Regions from separate parts of the Mus musculus genome. Here region 2 is linked to region 1. The links are chromatin contacts, called in public HiChIP or PLAC-seq maps. All regions are on one chromosome and are shown on one strand. Each heading gives the region's core, a stretch centred on a gene start, on an enhancer-like site or on the middle of the called end of the contact. The rest is flanking DNA. Distances are from core to core; before and after follow the strand shown. Region 1 holds the start of Scaf11 (SR-related CTD-associated factor 11). Region 2 has its middle 17 kb from the start of Gm32406.

The links. HiChIP or PLAC-seq counts read pairs in DNA pulled down with a chosen protein or histone mark.
Region 2: a contact with region 1 is called in an H3K27ac HiChIP or PLAC-seq map of extraembryonic endoderm stem cells. The contact joins the enhancer-like site here to the promoter of Scaf11 in region 1. A contact is called at or near these places in 7 of 39 promoter capture datasets (the 3T3-L1 cell line, embryonic stem cells, liver and 3 more), 1 of 15 datasets of contacts at CTCF or cohesin (pro-B cells), 20 of 484 Hi-C or Micro-C datasets (the C2C12 cell line, the HL-1 cell line, the N1E-115 cell line and 10 more), 7 of 115 datasets of contacts at active chromatin or transcription factors (the SCID.adh cell line, embryonic stem cells, extraembryonic endoderm stem cells and 2 more) and 1 of 9 other capture datasets (adipose tissue).

Annotation. Positions count from the first base shown.
Region 1 is chr15:96,459,467-96,462,333 of GRCm38.p6, reverse strand. Scaf11 (SR-related CTD-associated factor 11) reads left to right here and starts at 1,491. Exons shown (of 15, transcript NM_028148.2): 1 at 1,491-1,732. It overlaps Gm41408, which reads right to left. Exons shown (of 2, transcript XM_030248866.1): 2 at 1-2,290. The coding sequence ends at 1,425.
Region 2 is chr15:96,522,983-96,525,849 of GRCm38.p6, reverse strand. No RefSeq gene overlaps it. Among named protein-coding and RNA genes, the nearest start is that of Gm32406, 17 kb to the right of the region's middle. Within about 2 kb of position 1,524, at least 65 of the 459 cell types and tissues checked have an H3K27ac peak or open chromatin away from gene starts, as enhancers often do. A contact at or near this core is called in the C2C12 cell line, the HL-1 cell line, extraembryonic endoderm stem cells and 3 more, where this site is marked.

The sequences.
Region 1 (2,867 bases), core at 242-2,741:
AGCCTTTTCTCGTGCTCTGTTACCCAGCACGATGGCTACAGAGTGAATTTTAAATGTTGCGAACACAAAAGGTAGAGCAATAAATTTGAAGTAGGAGATGTGGAGTTTGAGGATCGGTCTGCACAGTGAGACTCTGCATTAAAAACAAAATAAAATACATACAAAAGAATATCACATCTTCACCGGGAATTGCTCTTACTGATAAAATTCTCTAGGGTGAATTCTGGACCCCGAGTGTACACAGGAAAGCTAAACTTTATCTCTGCAGGATGGTTAACAGTGCCTTTGACTTGATTCTGTCACACAACAGTTTCAACAGGTTTTTAGGTTTTCTTAATCACCAGCTTCATTCGTCGTCATTACAAGAGAAAGGTCCCTCAGAAAGTCTTGTTTCATCAGAACAAAGTATTTTAACACCTCTAAATCACTGCGAAATACTTGCACACAGGAACACCACATTTCCAAACCTATGAAGATAGCTCACTGACACTGGGAGAGACAAGGCTGCCATTCATTGCATTCCTAAGCGGTTATTTACCCAGTCCCTTGCTGGTGCTCGGCTCTGTGAAGAGCTTAACGAGACATCATCCCAAACTTCGGTGTGACGTGACGGGCACTGAACAGCCAAGTAGCACAGGATGAAGATGCCAGGGAAGCGACAGGATCAGAGAGGAGGGCAGGGGACGCTGCTGGGCTGGAGGTAGGGAGGGAACAGCCTGGGTTGGGGTGGCCAGGCGACAGCGTGGATTGCAAGAGGACAACTAGGAAAAGCTAGAGCGTGGAGCAGGGGGTGAAAAAGCCAGCGCCTGACGAAAAGCCTGTAAAGACACCTCCGAGGTGAAACAAAAGATCCGAGGGCGCTGCAGGGCAGGAGGACATCGCAGAGTGACTGAAAGTGGAAGCACTTAAAGCCAGCCAGGCTCGGCTAGCCTCGGGGACGCGGGCTTAGGGCGTGGGAGTGTGTCCCGGGCTGGCAGGCCGCCGCGCACGTGCAGCGGGCGGAGTACTTCATCCGTGCCAACTACGCACGAGTTCTTCTCGGGACTGCAGTCTCTCCAAAACATCTTTATTGTCGCCCACGGAGCCTGCCAGGAAAGGCCACGACCAGAGAGAGCGCGGCCAGGGCGCAGGGGCGGGGGTGGGGATGAGGGGGAAAGGGGTGGAGCGAGGACTGAGCACGGCGCGTGCGCGTAGCGCTCCGAGCGGCAAGAGGGCGGGGCAAGAAGAATGTTTCCCAGAAGCCCCGGCCACTCGCAGACGCCGGAGCTCCCGCTCTCCAGCCGGGCGGCGTGCCCCGCCCACCACGTCCGTCCGTCCGTCGCGGCTCGCGGGCGCCCCCTGGAGGTCCGGGGGAGTACGGCAGCGCCCGCGAGCAGGTAGCGTGCGGCGGGTCCAGCCGCCCGCCCGCCCGCCCGCCCGCGTCGTCACCACAGTGCGCCGACCTGTGGCGGCGCGGCTGAGCCCCGCGGAAGGAGGGAGGGAGAAAGGGAGGGAGCCGCCAGACACGGCGGGGGAGGGGAGCGGCGGTGGCGCAAGCGGCGCGGAGCTAGCGCCGCCTGCCCGGGTCTCCTGCTGCGTGGCTGCCTGCGTGCTCCCGACCCGGCCGTCCGAGCCAGCCCGCGGGCCGCGCGCGCTTCCGAGCGGCCGGAGGAGTCCATGGTGCAGAACTTAGCGGCGGACTGACGGAGACCGGGCCTCCTGCGCCGGCGCGGCCGCGGGACCTCGGCCTCAGGTAAACACGGCGGGCCGGAGAGAGCGGACGAGGCGCCCCGGGGCGCAGCGCAGCGCGGCGCGGCGGGGGCGCGGGCCGGGCGGGCGGGCAAAGTTTGGGGCTCGCGCGCGGCTCGGGCGGTGTCTTTCGCTGCGAGCAAAGTTGGGAGCCGCGGCCCCGGGCGGCGCGGGGCGGAGGTCCAGTTTGGGCGCGCGCGGGGCCTAGGAGCAGAGCGGGGCGGCGCGGGCTGCGGGGCCTCGGCCGAGGCAGGAAGGGGCTCCAGGCCCGGCCCGCAGCTCCCCCACCCGCAGTGGGAACGTGTCGGCCGTGCTTCCGGGCGCTCCCAGGCTGGCCCGCTTTCCCGTGGAGTTCGCGTTCGTCCCCGAGCCTCCGGGTCCCGCTTGTGAAACCAAACTTCACTAGGCTGTGACCTCCCCGGCGCCTGAACGAGGAAGCGCTGGCCGGCGCCTGGCCTCGGCCTCTCCCTCCCTCCCTCGGCGGCCGCCTCCCCACCCCCGCCGTCGTTTTTAAAACCCGCTGCCCGGGCTGCCCGCGGTCCAACCGGCCGGGAGATCGAAACTCAGCCCCGCTCAACCCCGCCTTAGAGCCGGGGACTGAGTACCGATTAGAAGATTGGCCAATGCACGCTCGTCTTCCGCACGGATCTCGAAGAATTTAATTTAAAAGACACCTGGTTGCAATTGAGGGCAACAGTCCCAGATTGAAATGGTGACCTACACTCCCCATGCGTTGATCTGTACAGTATCGTATTCCGGTAGTCCGGCTAATCATCTGCGTGTGTGAGGTAGTAAACAATACAGAATGCAAGTTTTACATGCTGATCGTACTACGTAAAACCGCGGCTGCTTCTCATTCATTTTGGATTACATTTTGGCTACCATCCTTATATACTAGCAGCGAACTAACGAAAACTGACGAGAAAGTTTTTTAGTATGCCTTGACTAAGATATGGTAGTATTCAAATTTCCCCCAGTTTGGGCAGTTTTCTCTGAATTTTGGGGAAAGTATATCAATAAGTACGTTTTTTTTCATTTTTCAAGGAAAAGATAACTCATGTATGATTTATTTGCCGCAGCCCCACAACAGTGAAGGCAATAGATTCTTAGCCCTTTCATTTAACCGGTATTTTTAATAA
Region 2 (2,867 bases), core at 275-2,774, 63 kb before region 1:
GGCCCCAGGGTTTGACCTCTAGTACTATATAAACAAATAACAAAAAGCCCTTTTTACTATTAATAGGGAGACACCCTGTAAAATTTTAATAAAATCCAAGTCTTCTTAATATTAATTAGGTGGACACCACGCAAAAAATAATAATAAAATCCATTTTTCCTTTCCTAGCTCCTGGAAAGAAGACTCCACGACTAATTAGTTATTATTAAATTCCTAGGCCGTAAGTTTTGACTCATTCTCTGAGTAGCTTGTGACTTAGTTAACCATTTAAACTATTCTATGTCTACCAGTTGGTTAGTTACCTCTCTTTCAGTCCCAGCCCCCTTCTTTCTTCACGTGTCTCCCTGAGTTCATCTAATCTGCTGGTTTAGACCCCTCTCTGTGGTCTGTCTCCATGGTCTCTTGACTCTCTCTTTTATACACTCACTATTTCCCAGAATCCTCTCTCTTCCTGCCAGTGCCCCACCTCCTATTTGTTTGTTTGTTTGTTTGTTTGTTTGTTGGTCTTTTTGTGTTTTTCTTTTTTTTTTTTTTATTGACAGGTGATGCTTACAAGAGATCCTTTCTCTACAACACTCAGTGAAACAAACACTTCCTGTTTGGCTCGTTTCTCACCTCTGCTGCACTGGGGAAGTTTCGAACACTTGAATTTTGGTGACTACATTCCAATTCTGCAACACGCATTAAGAGGCTACCGTGTTATCTCTATTGAAATTATCGAGTGCATTCAGCACCAACTCGGCCGTCTGCTGAAGTCTCACCCGTACCACCTTGCAGTTCAAACCGTGCCTTCCTTTCCTACGAGCTTTCTTCTCACTGTCTCAGGTTCTTAAAACTGCAGACCTTCGGGCTGATACAGCAGCAAAACTGCCCAAGGACTGTGCCCAGCAGCCAGACAGATAATGCTAACAACACCAATTAAAATCAGAGATGCAGCAGGGCGGTGGTGGGGTGCACCATTAATCCCAGCACTCGGGATGCAGAGGCAGGTGGATCTCTTGAGTTTGAGACCAGCCTGGTCTACAGAGTGAGTTCCAGGACAGCCTGGGCTACACGGAGAAACCCTGTGTTGAAAAACCAAACCAACCAAACGAACAACAAGCAGAACATAGAAAGACAGCTACTGCTCTGCTCTAAGTCAGAGAGGGGGTGGAGGGTAGCGTGCCGGGAAGAGCGGCCTTGCAAGTAAGGCAGAGCTGGGCATGAGTCCCCACCCTGATGTTTGCCATCTGTGCTACCCTGCAGATGAGAAGGCCGCAGCAGGCCTGTCACCCAACACCCACCTCTTGCTGAGGAAAGTCTGGGAAGAAAGAAGGGGAAAGAGCCTACTCAAACCTCCTTGAAAGCCGGGGATGGCAGATCTCCAGGCAAACATGCTAACAAAGGCATAGAGGAGAGAGGTCCTTATCTAAGGAATGCTTCCAGCAAGGGCAACTTGATTGACAGGCTATTGAAAGCTGGGCTGTGTTGGAATGTCTCCCTAAACAATGTCTTGTACCCATGTGACTAAGCGAGCATACGTGGGATGAGTCGCGGAAGAAAAAGCAGCTTTAGGGCCAGAACTAATCAGAACACTGCAAGAAGTCAGCTGGGGATCTATACTGGTCCCTCTGTGCCAGTCAGGTTGAGGTAATGACAACAGCCTCCTCCTCCCCCTCCTCCTCCACTCCCTCCTCTTCCTCCTCCTCCCCCTCCTCCTCCACTCCCTCCTCTTCCATCTCCCCCTCCTCTTCCCCCCAATAATAATAATAATAATAATAATAATAATAAATCTACCTTTTTAACCAGAAGAACAAGCAGAGGAGGCAGGAGAATCACCCAACATGTAGCAGCATAGTAAATGCTAAATGCAACATGTAGCAGCATAGTAAATGCTAAATGCAACATGTAGCAGCATAGTAAATGCTAAATGCAACATGTAGCAGCACAGTAAATGCTAAATGCAACATGTAGCAGCATAGTAAATGCTAAATGCAACATGTAGCAGCAGTAAATGCTAAATGCAGCTTCTACTTCTGCCGTCACTGATGGGACCACTGCATGATGCGCAGAGCCTCCAGGGCTCACTGACGTCATTTACCTCCAGAGAGATCAATGACACAAGTGGGTGCTGCTTTGTATCACCCACTCTTCTGTATCACTTTGTAGCCCCAGCAGGCCTTGAACTCACAGAGCTTGCCTGTCTCTGCCTCGGGCATACTTCAATCAAAGGCGTGTGCCAGCACACTTGGTATAAGTGGTATATATCAACTCTTTTGCGACACCCGACCTCCTGAAGTTATAAATATACTCATCAGAGTGTCAGTGATAGTTATTTTTCCTTCCCTAAAGAAAAGAGTCCTAAAACATACCAAATTTAAAATTCCTTTTAAAATAACCCCTACAGTCTTCATAGTTCAAACTTAAACGGACCCTATTTTTCACCAGATGTGGTCAGAACCCGTACTCCCAGCACGTGGGAGGCTAGAACGGGAAGACTAGCCTAAGCAGAGACCCCCGCCTCAAGAAAGGAAAGCCTTTTTTCCCCCCTAAGCATTTGTTCAACAGGCATTGATGGTGTCCTACATGCAAGGCCGTGAGCATACACATGTGAACTAAATAACACAGCTCTGCCCTTTCCCTTGGGGCTTACAGGCTAGCGGAGAAACAGCCTTTAGACAAGTAGCGCCCAAACAAACGTGCCAATACGATGCCCATGTTGTGCTGAGGTGAGAAACCAGAATGTAAGGGAGCGGACATGTTGGGAGCTCAGAGAGAGAGCGGCCCTTACTCTGGGATACTCAGGGCAGGTGGTGTGGCAGGGATGAGGATAAGGGACCCTCGGGGCAGGTGGTGAGGGCAGGGGTGAGGATAAGGGACACCTGGGG